Regions from separate parts of the Danio rerio genome. Here region 1 is linked to region 2. The links are chromatin contacts, called in public Hi-C maps. All regions are on one chromosome and are shown on one strand. Each heading gives the region's core, a stretch centred on a gene start, on an enhancer-like site or on the middle of the called end of the contact. The rest is flanking DNA. Distances are from core to core; before and after follow the strand shown. Region 1 holds the start of sorbs2b (sorbin and SH3 domain containing 2b). Region 2 overlaps sorbs2b (sorbin and SH3 domain containing 2b).

Region 1 (5,246 bases), core at 149-2,648, 67 kb before region 2:
GACCATGAGAATGTTGCAGACTGGACATTTAATAAGAGCAGTGATGCAGACAGTTCAAGTAAGTTAGCTCTGAGGCAGATGTGAAAGGCGTATTAAAGTATATAGTATAATATATAAATATTGTTAGCTGGTAGCTACATCATTCTGATGCATCTGGATATACTAGACTTTTTTACTGGAGAAAATATTGGTATTTACTGTATGTTGTAATCAAGATAAAACTATATGTATATTTTTTTCAATAATATTCAGCAAAAAAGAATGGAATAAATGAAAGCTGTTGGAATATCAGTTGTTGTAAACTATGTAAGTTCTGTGTTAAATCTTATAATGCTGCAACACCAATTCAATCATTTTAAACAACAAAATTATTGATTCTAAGGAAAATTATAAATTAAATATAAATTTAAAAAGAATGGAGAGTGTTACATCCACCGTTTGATGTTGTTGCTATATGGCAACATATCATAAAGTACCTTAAAAAAAATAATGTATATATTTTTTTATCAGCACTTCAAGTTAAGGCATTTTATTAAAGGAAAAACAGTCACAAAATTTTTTATATATCTATCATAATGTGTGCCGTAATTGCTTCTTTATATATTGAGTTAACAGGCTTCAATGTAGTTAAAGAGGCTTGTAATGCAATATGACAAGTGAGAGAACATCATTGTGTGCATGTATAATTTATGTTAAACATCTTCAGTTTAGCCTTGGCTTAACCTTCTCCTTTTTAACATGACAATCATATTTTAAATTAATGTCTAGAGTTATGCCAAGATACTTAAATTCATTCACTTCTTCAATAACTTCATTTTTAATCAGCACCTCAAATTACAAGCTTTGTTTACTATCCTAACACATTTAGCTTTCTGTTATTCTAATTAGATCGTAAAATACTGCTACAGCAACATAATCTCTTTAAGAACAATTCACAGCTGTTGCTTGTTTCCTTCCTGCCTTATACTTCAAGAATATCCCTTTCTCACTCCACATCTAGTGCGGTAAATCACCCCTAAATAACATTTCCAGGTCATTACAAGCTTTAACCTCAGTTAAACTACCCCACATTGTGTGAATCACCTCATCCAGGTCTTCAAACCAAAAATACACAACACCAGAAATAACTCTCCAGGATAGCCGAGCCGATAGTTATATACAAAAGTGTCCAAAGCAAAGGGCGAGTAAAATGGATTACAGCCTCCTGCAGCCACTGAGCAGCTCAACACCGGCTCTAATAACCTGTCCACATATATATATTCAGTCATTCCCATCTGCTTTGACTTAATGCCTATTATCCAGCCTCCTCCACAGCCTCTGAGCTCTGATTGGTCCGTTTACCTGCTAAGCCAAGGCAGATTATAGTATTTGTAAAACGTGAGGCACAAAGAGCACTTGTTCCATTGCTAGAAAGCCATGCATGAGTGTGTGTGTTTTCTCTGACTGAAGATGTAACTCGGGTCTATGTAAATCTATACCTCTGAGAGCAGGTTGATCATCACAGAGGGTCTCCATCCTGTCAAGCACAACAGCAGGGGGAGAGTGGAAGAAAAAAAGAACACGAGCAGAGGATTTGGAGTGGATAGCGAGCACTGGAGTCTGGAGGGAAACAAGAACTGACTGACATACATGTTTTGGATAACAGCTGAGGATGATATGATCTCTCATGTGGAGGACGCAGAGGTCGGCAAGCTTATCAATGAGCTCCTGTCTGTGAAAGTAGCAAGAAACTTCTCCAGTGCCAAGCAAAGCCGAAATGCCTTCATTTAAAGGTAACAAGTCTGTATTTTTTGTGAGCAACATTGTTTTATGTTTATATTAAATGGGGTGAAGATAGAGGAATTAATGTTATTGTAATATTTGGCATCTTGTTAAAGTTTTTACTTTGAATTTGTATGCCAATACCTACAATGTTATGGTGCTTTAACTATTATTAAGTAAATAGTTTCACAGATATTTGCAATGCTTAATCAGTTTCTTTTTGAAAAAACAACAACAACATTATTTATTCATTTTTGGCCCACATTTATTTTCCAACTTAAAAATGATTATTAGATTGACTGGCAGTTTTCTGCAAATACCTCATCAACATTATAACCATTTAGACATTTTGACTATATATATATATATATATATATATATATATATATATATATATATATATATATATATATATATATATATATATATATATATATATATATATATATATATAAAGGATATATATATATATATCCTTTAAAAGGCATTTAAATATTAGTATGTCTTCTTATATAAGTTCAAGCAAAAATATTAGTTCAGCTTAGATATTTTTTGCTCTTCCAGAATTTTATTAATTGTCAATTTTAGTGTGGCTCAAAAATGACAATGGGTTGTCAAGCATCAAAATAAAAGTGTAACAATGCTTAAATTGTTACATTAGAATCTGCACTATATTTTTTCATAAATAAAATCCACGGGATGCATAAGACACCCACTTATTAAAATGAAATTTAGTGTAAAAAAAAAGTTTATATTCATATTTAGATCAAGAATCATTTGATGACAAAAACTGCGCAGTGCAGCACCAAAATTTGTTTTAAAGCTTTATACATTTTCACTTTCCTTCCTACAGATTGGTTTTACACATTTACCAGTAAGACGTTTGTATAAATTTAAAACATAAATTTTAAAACTGCTTTTATGTTTTTATTTTAAACATAAAACTGCTATCCTTTATCGATTTTAATTTCATGTCAAAATAAGTACTGTAGGTTGTTTTATTTTTTCATAACGTATTTGCACACAGAACGACAATGAAGCCTTATTTTGCTCATTTCAGGCCCGTAGCCAGCCTGGTGTAAAGGCTTTTTTCTCAGAAAGTTGACTTTTTTGCAGTTATTCATATCATTTTGTATGTAATAATGAGGTCTAAATACTCTACTTAGTAACATCTTAGTAATGTTTTTGGTGCTTTGCACCTTTCTATTGATCTTTTTTTTCTTTCAAGAATAAAGTCCAAGATTTAGGTAAAGTTACTTGTAAAATGTTTTCTTTATTTAACAACAACACAGTAGGTCAACAGTGAAAGTTGACTTCACTTGCATCAGATTTTGCATGGTCTTAAAGCCTTTAATGGGTTATTTTCACAATTGATGATGGCATAGCAGTCAAAATAGGACAAATGAGCTCATGTATGGGACAAATTCTAGACCTTTATCAGTGGGAGGGGGTGGGTCTTTCGAATTTTGTAAGTTCATGCTGGCATCAAAATGACATCTTTAATCAATGCACAAACGTGAAATAAAGTTACTGATTCTTTATTATAATAATATTTATAATAGAGTTGCATTTATCCCATTTTTAATGAGCAAAAAAATGTAAAGATGATTCCATGTCTTAGGGTAAGACAAACTTTGACAAAATAAAATACACAATTTATGCTTTTTGATATTCATTTGACCAATAATTGATATTCATTCATTTTCTTTTCGGCTTAGTCCATTTATTAGTCCGAGGTTTCCACAGCAGAATGAACCGCCAACTTACCCAGAATATGTTTAGCGTAGCGGATGCCATTTCTGCAACCTATCTCTGGGAAACACCCTTGCATGGGCTCGAACCAGTGACCTTGCTGTGATGCGTTTGTGCTACCCACTGTGCCACCATGCTGCCCCAATAATTAATATGTAAAATGATATGCTGACACTTTATTTTGATGCTCCCCAACATTTTTCTTAATTTTGTTGCCCTGCAAATAAATTAACTTATTCCTTGAACAATCTGTTAATACTCTAATTAAAGGAGTTTGTTTTCTTGATGTTATTTAGTCAACAGAAAATCTAAAGTGGACCTTCAAAATAAAGTGTAATTGTTTCTTTCCATCCCTTCCAGTTCTAAGATTACAGTGTTTGCTTTAAAATGCAAAGTCTATGATGTTTGCTGTGTCTTATAATAGAGGCTCTGTGCGGCATTTGGTTTCACAGTACTGTATGTTACTTAGGCCAATAAGACAAATCTTTGTTAAAATGTCCATGAGGTGACAAAATCAGACAACCTTCACAGGGTATATTTCTAGGCCTCTGACCCTCAGCTGATCCGGATTTTAGCCCCTAAGACCAGGCCACACGTTTGGTGCCAGGACCTGCTGCTAACAAAGTCAAGCGGAGGTTACTGTCATTTAGGACAGCATTACTCTGTAACTGTATCTTGAACACTGATGCAGTAGTTTAGAGGCTCAAAATGTTGTAATCGGCATTAAGTAATCTGTGTCACATTTTATTTATATGTTGAATAGTTTTATGCCTATTTAGTTTTCTTTTTGTGTGTGTTAGTTTCAGTTAAACATGTTGAACTAAATGAAAATGAGAAAGATTGACTGGCAATAACTTGAAAGAATAAGTTTATAAGAATAAGTTTGTTGTATTATATTATATTATATTATATTATATTATATTATATTATATTATATTATATTATATTATATTATATTATATTATATTATATTAAGGGTAAGCGTTTTATTTTATTATATATATATATATATATATATATATATATATATATATATATATATATATATATATATATATATAATTTTATTATTGTCAATTTTTTTTTTTTTGAAGTGATCCTTTTAAGGTTGTCATTTTAGTCAATTATTACTGTTATAGCTCTATTATACTCAGGTAGATTTGACTTCACAGTGTGACATGATGAGACTGAGGAGCAATCCAATAACCTGATAAACCTGCTGTGCTGATTAACTCTTACACAACAGCATTGAGACAGTAGGGTCCAAAAGTTTGAGACCATAGTGAAAATGTCACACTAATCATGTTTTGTCCAGACAGTCAGAATGATTTGCTTCCATTGAAGCTCACACTAAAAAATACATTCTTCTGAAATTTTTACTTCTAACTAAAAAGAAATAACTCAATGAATTAGATGTGAAATCTTGAAGTAAAAATATATTTTTTTAACATAACATATACTGTTATTAACAGATATTTTGCTGGAGAAAATGATTTATCCCTCTAAAAAATGCTGTTTCAGTCCAAATTTTGTGTAAAATATGAATAAACTTAAAAGTTTGCCGCAACAAAATACAAACAAAAATTCATAATTCATGTTCAATTTTAAGTGAACATTTCACTCAAATTGTGCTGGTTATTTTGTAGAGAAAAAAAAAACTGTTGGTTCTTTCAACAAATTTTTGGGTTAAATATGAACTTAAAAAAACTTGAAACTGGTTACTATTAAAACTA
Region 2 (5,015 bases), core at 1,657-4,156:
CACATAATTAACACATCTCTTGACTCTGGTTTATTCCCCACTACATTTAAGCAGGCTAGGGTAACCCCACTGCTAAAGAAACCCACCCTGGACCATACGCTACTTGAAAACTACAGACCAGTATCCCTGCTTCCATTCATGGCCAAGATTCTGGAGAAAGTAGTGTTCAATCAAGTCCTGGACTTTCTTACTCAAAACAATCTCATGGACAACAAGCAATCCGGCTTTAAGAAAGGCCACTCAACTGAGACTGCCCTGCTCTCGGTCGTGGAGGATCTCAGACTGGCTAAAGCAGACTCTAAATCATCAGTCCTCATTTTGCTGGACTTGTCAGCTGCTTTTGACACTGTCAACCACCAGATCCTGCTATCTACGCTTGAGTCACTGGGCGTTGCGGGCACTGTTATACAATGGTTCAGATCTTACCTCTCTGACAGGTCATTCAGGGTGTCTTGGAGGGGAGAGGTGTCCAACCTACAGCATCTAAACACTGGGGTACCTCAAGGCTCTGTTCTTGGGCCACTTCTCTTCTCCATCTACACATCATCTCTAGGACCAGTCATCCAGAGACATGGATTCTCCTACCACTGCTATGCTGATGACACCCAGCTATACCTCTCTTTTTTTAATCCTGATGATCCCTCGGTTCCAGCTCGTATCTCAGCCTGCCTGTTGGATATTTCACACTGGATGAAAGATCATCATCTTCAGCTGAACCTCGCAAAAACGGAAATGCTTGTAGTTTCTGCCAACCCGACTCTACACCATAACTTTTCAATCCAGATGGATGGGGCAACCATTACTGCATCCAAAATGGTGAAAAGCCTTGGAGTAACGATTGATGACCAACTAAACTTCTCTGACCACATTTCTAGAACTGCTCGATCGTGCAGATTTGCACTCTATAACATCAGAAAGATCCGACCCTTCTTATCTGAACATGCAGCTCAACTCCTTGTTCAAGCTCTTGTTCTCTCCAAACTGGATTACTGCAACTCTCTACTAGCTGGGCTTCCAGCTAACTCTATCAAGCCTCTTCAACTGCTCCAGAATGCAGCAGCATGAGTTGTCTTCAATGAACCTAAACGAGCACATGTCACTCCGCTGCTAGTCCGTTTGCACTGGCTGCCAGTTGCTGCTCACATCAAATTCAAAACTCTGATGTTTGCCTACAAAGTGACTTCTGGCCTAGCACCTTCTTATCTGCACTCACTTCTGCAGATCTATGTGCCCTCCAGAAACTTGCGTTCTGTGAATGAACGTCGCCTCGTGGTTCCATCCCAAAGAGGGAAAAAATCACTTTCGCGAACGCTCACGCTCAATCTGCCCAGTTGGTGGAATGAACTCCCTAACTGCATCAGAACAGCAGAGTCACTCGCTATTTTCAAGAAACGACTAAAAACTCAACTATTTAGTCTCCACTTCACTTCCTAATCTGCAATTGCCTCTTTGAATATCACACTAATTGTACAAAAAAAAAAAAAAAAAAAAAAAAAAAAAAACTACTAACACTTCCCTTCTTAGACTTTACAGACCTGAAACTTGCCTTTAGTACTTATTCATTGTTGCTCTTAGTTGTGTAAATTGCTTCCTTGTCCTCATTTGTAAGTCGCTTTGGATAAAAGCGTCTGCTAAATGACTAAATGTAAATGTAATGTAATGTAAAATGTGAATCAAAAACACATACTTGATTCACAAACAAATTACTCCCGAAAGTACATTCAAAATATGAACAGCAAAGTATTATGCTAAAAAGCAGATCTTTTCTTGTTAATTTAAAACATACAGCTTGCCAAATGATTCATTAACAAATTGATTTTACAAACTAAAATTTTTTAGTGAGTCAAAAACATACAATGAGTTCAGTCTGATGACTCTTGCAAGACTTATTTGACTGATCTGTCCTTTTTATTAAGTGTTAACAAGGGTGTCTGATTCATTGACAAATGTCCAAAATTACTCAGTCCTTAATCAAGTTTTTTTTAGTCGATCAAAAATGATCAGTGCAGTCTGATTCCCAAATTAAATAAGGATAGTCTTTTTTTACACATACAAAAACATTTAATGTGATCGAAGCAGTCTGATCTGTGAATGAAATACTCTTACAAACCTGTCCTTTTGAATGATTCAGATGCATCAGATGAATCATTCAAATCTGATTTGAATGATTTGAATGATTCATTCAAATATACTATACTGTATAGTCCAGGGTCACTAAAGACCTGAACATGTAAAAATAATTCTCGAAATATTCATGCATTTATGTAAATATTAAATGAAGAATGGCCATATTTTTGCATTATTTTATAATTATTAAACAGACTTGTTTAAATTATTCCGCTTATGATTGCCACACCTAAAGAAATTGTTCATTGCTATAGGAAAGCTGTATTTCTGGACATTAATAAAAAAAGAGCCATACATTACAATTAGCATAATTAGACTTTCTTTAAGATAATTTTTAATAAAATAAATTTCTTTTAAGATTATTTTAGTTTTAGCAGAAATTAGTGAATGTTTAGAAATGTGTTGAAAAAAATCTTCTTTCTTTAAACAGAAATTGGGGAAAAATATTCAGGGATGCTAATAATTCTGACTTCAGCTGTAAATGGCCATTGCTGATGTAAAAGTAAATCTCAACATCCACCTGTTCATTTGTAAATATAAGCACAACCTAAATAGATGTCATAAGTGTTGCAGTAAAGCTGTGAAAATGCTCTCCCTGGACTGTGAGAAGTCACCAGTGAGATGTGCCAGGTTCTAATGAAGCACTAATGAGTATGAAAGCGTGACCTGACTGCAGTGCTGCTTACCGGCCGTGTGACACTAAGCGTATCCCAACCTGCTCCGCTCTGAATGCGCGCCCGCGATCTCTCTAATCCCAAGTGGCAAATGCCAGGGATTAAAGCTCCAGTCTGAACGGGGCTGAGGGAGGAGCTGAGACACTGGGATTAAAGTGTCTGTGTGCGTGAGGCTGGCCTTTGTCTCCGAATCAGAGCTCGTTTTGCTAGATTTCTCCCCAAAAGGGTTTCAGTCTGGATGGCCGTAGACCGGAGTGTGGAGTGTGGATTACTATTCTATGTCAGAATGCTGGAGTCAACATATTAATGGATTTTTTTCTCCTGAATTGGAATAACAGTTCCTGACCTGGCTGTATTTCACAGTTACAGACATGGGAATGTTGCTTAGCTCAAAGGGAATTACTAGAAACTCGCACACCCCCAAAAGCTGACCCTGCTTTCCTCCCATCAGCCTCCAGCACTCCAATCTACGCCAACGTGGATCCTCCTGCCCGAGCGCCGCATACTGACAGGAGAGAAACAGCAGGGAAAGCTCCGCACTATACTGGCATCGGTCCTGTGGATGAGTCTGGGATTCCCATAGCAATACGGACGGTGAGCGACTGTCATTCAGGAGTCTTTTTCTTTTGTTTTATATTGATGCTGTGTTGTTTAGAATAGATAGAATTATTTGCTACTATATTATATATTATTGTTAAGCACACAAGTAGCAAAATACAAAATTAAGGTGTTTTATAAAAAAAATTTATAAAGTATTTTATTATTTTGATGTTTTTTATTTTTAATTTGTTGACTTTCACTGTAAAAATGAAGAATTCCACACAATTAATTTGTTTTGGGACTATGTGAAGGAATTAAGTAAACTTATTAGTTTTTACAGATGTTTGTGGAAGAAACAAAACAAGTTGTCCTCAAAAAACTAAAGTATTTCAGCTCATTTTAAATAAGTTTAACTTAAATAAGTAAATTTGCAAATAGCAACATCATTTTTTTGAGTGTGTGATTTTTTTATCTTGACATTTCTATTTCAATTTTATGCTCACAACTTGTACTATACGTATAAACGTATTTTACAGCATTCTGGTTATGGAAATAGCATGAAATGAAATAATTTGCCAGTTTAATTATCATATAGAATGCCTAATTTGACAAAACAGCAGCTTATTTGCACTGTGCAATAGTTATAATTTACTCATATAGATTGATAGAAACAGCAAAAAATGCTTCTCTTACATAGAGCTCTTGTTTTTTTTGTTTGTTTTTTTTGTCCCAATATCTGCATATATATCCCTATAGACCAATCAATTCAATGTGGTTATGTGAATGGACCATGAACGTTTCCTGCTTGTTATCAAACTATTTCATAACTGTAACAAAAGACAATTTAATCATAACTTATTATTAACACAGCTATCATAACATTATTTATCAATATGTGGGTCTTTTTGGATTTTTGGAAGCTGTAGAAATTAAAAATGTAAAACAGGAAATGCTTTGGGACCACTGTTTTTGTTTACATGCATTAAAAGGGTCTGTATATTCTAATTCCAAAGCGAAAATGAGAATTGCAGTGTTTAACGTACCCCATTGGCAGATTATTTTGCTTTGTTTAAGAGAAAACTCACTTAATTTTGAGATATTATTCCTGAAAACAAGATCTTTTACTTGTCTATAAAAAAGTTCTTGATTTTAGAATTTGTGGGTATTTTCATTAGAAACAAGACAAAAACTAAAACAATAAAAATAAGAAATGTAATTTTTGCTCTGAATAATTATTAAGTAATTTTATAAGTACCAAACATAAACAATGAACACATGGTAAAATGCCAAACTGTCACATTGGTAATTTATTTTAATGGACCATTAATTATTTAATTAACCATTATTTAATTATAAAAAATGGTTAGTTATTTACTAACATGAACAAACTATATATATATATATATATATATATATATATATATATATATATATATATATATATATATATATATATATATATATATATATATATATACTAATGGACCATTCTTCTAAAGTTACCATCACGTTTTATTATAATTGAACCTTATACAAATACCTAACGCTAAAGAAGACTTTGTACTGTAACTACCACTCATTTAACATGCAAGCAAAAGTATGACAAACATTATAAACTATAAAATTCATTTTGAGAAATGTTCGCCTCCTAACACTTTATTGGCAGTGGACACA

What was found. Hi-C and Micro-C count contacts between places; a contact is called where the count stands out from the background.
Region 1: a Hi-C map of embryo shows a contact between it and region 2, with 2.5 times the contacts expected there. The contact joins the promoter of sorbs2b here to the enhancer-like site in region 2. A contact is called at or near these places in 8 of 18 Hi-C or Micro-C datasets (caudal fin, embryo, fibroblasts and 2 more) and 2 of 4 datasets of contacts at active chromatin or transcription factors (caudal fin and embryo).

Annotation. Positions count from the first base shown.
Region 1 is chr14:34,392,118-34,397,363 of GRCz12tu, reverse strand. It overlaps sorbs2b (sorbin and SH3 domain containing 2b), which reads left to right and starts at 1,398. Exons shown (of 21, transcript XM_073921970.1): 1 at 1,398-1,772.
Region 2 is chr14:34,326,807-34,331,821 of GRCz12tu, reverse strand. sorbs2b (sorbin and SH3 domain containing 2b) reads left to right here. Exons shown (of 21, transcript XM_073921970.1): 7 at 3,253-3,395. It overlaps LOC141377531, which reads left to right. Exons shown (of 2, transcript XM_073921971.1): 2 at 1-2,047. The coding sequence ends at 1,065. Among named protein-coding and RNA genes, the nearest start is that of pdlim3b, 43 kb to the right of the region's middle. Within about 2 kb of position 2,906, at least 8 of the 62 cell types and tissues checked have an H3K27ac peak or open chromatin away from gene starts, as enhancers often do.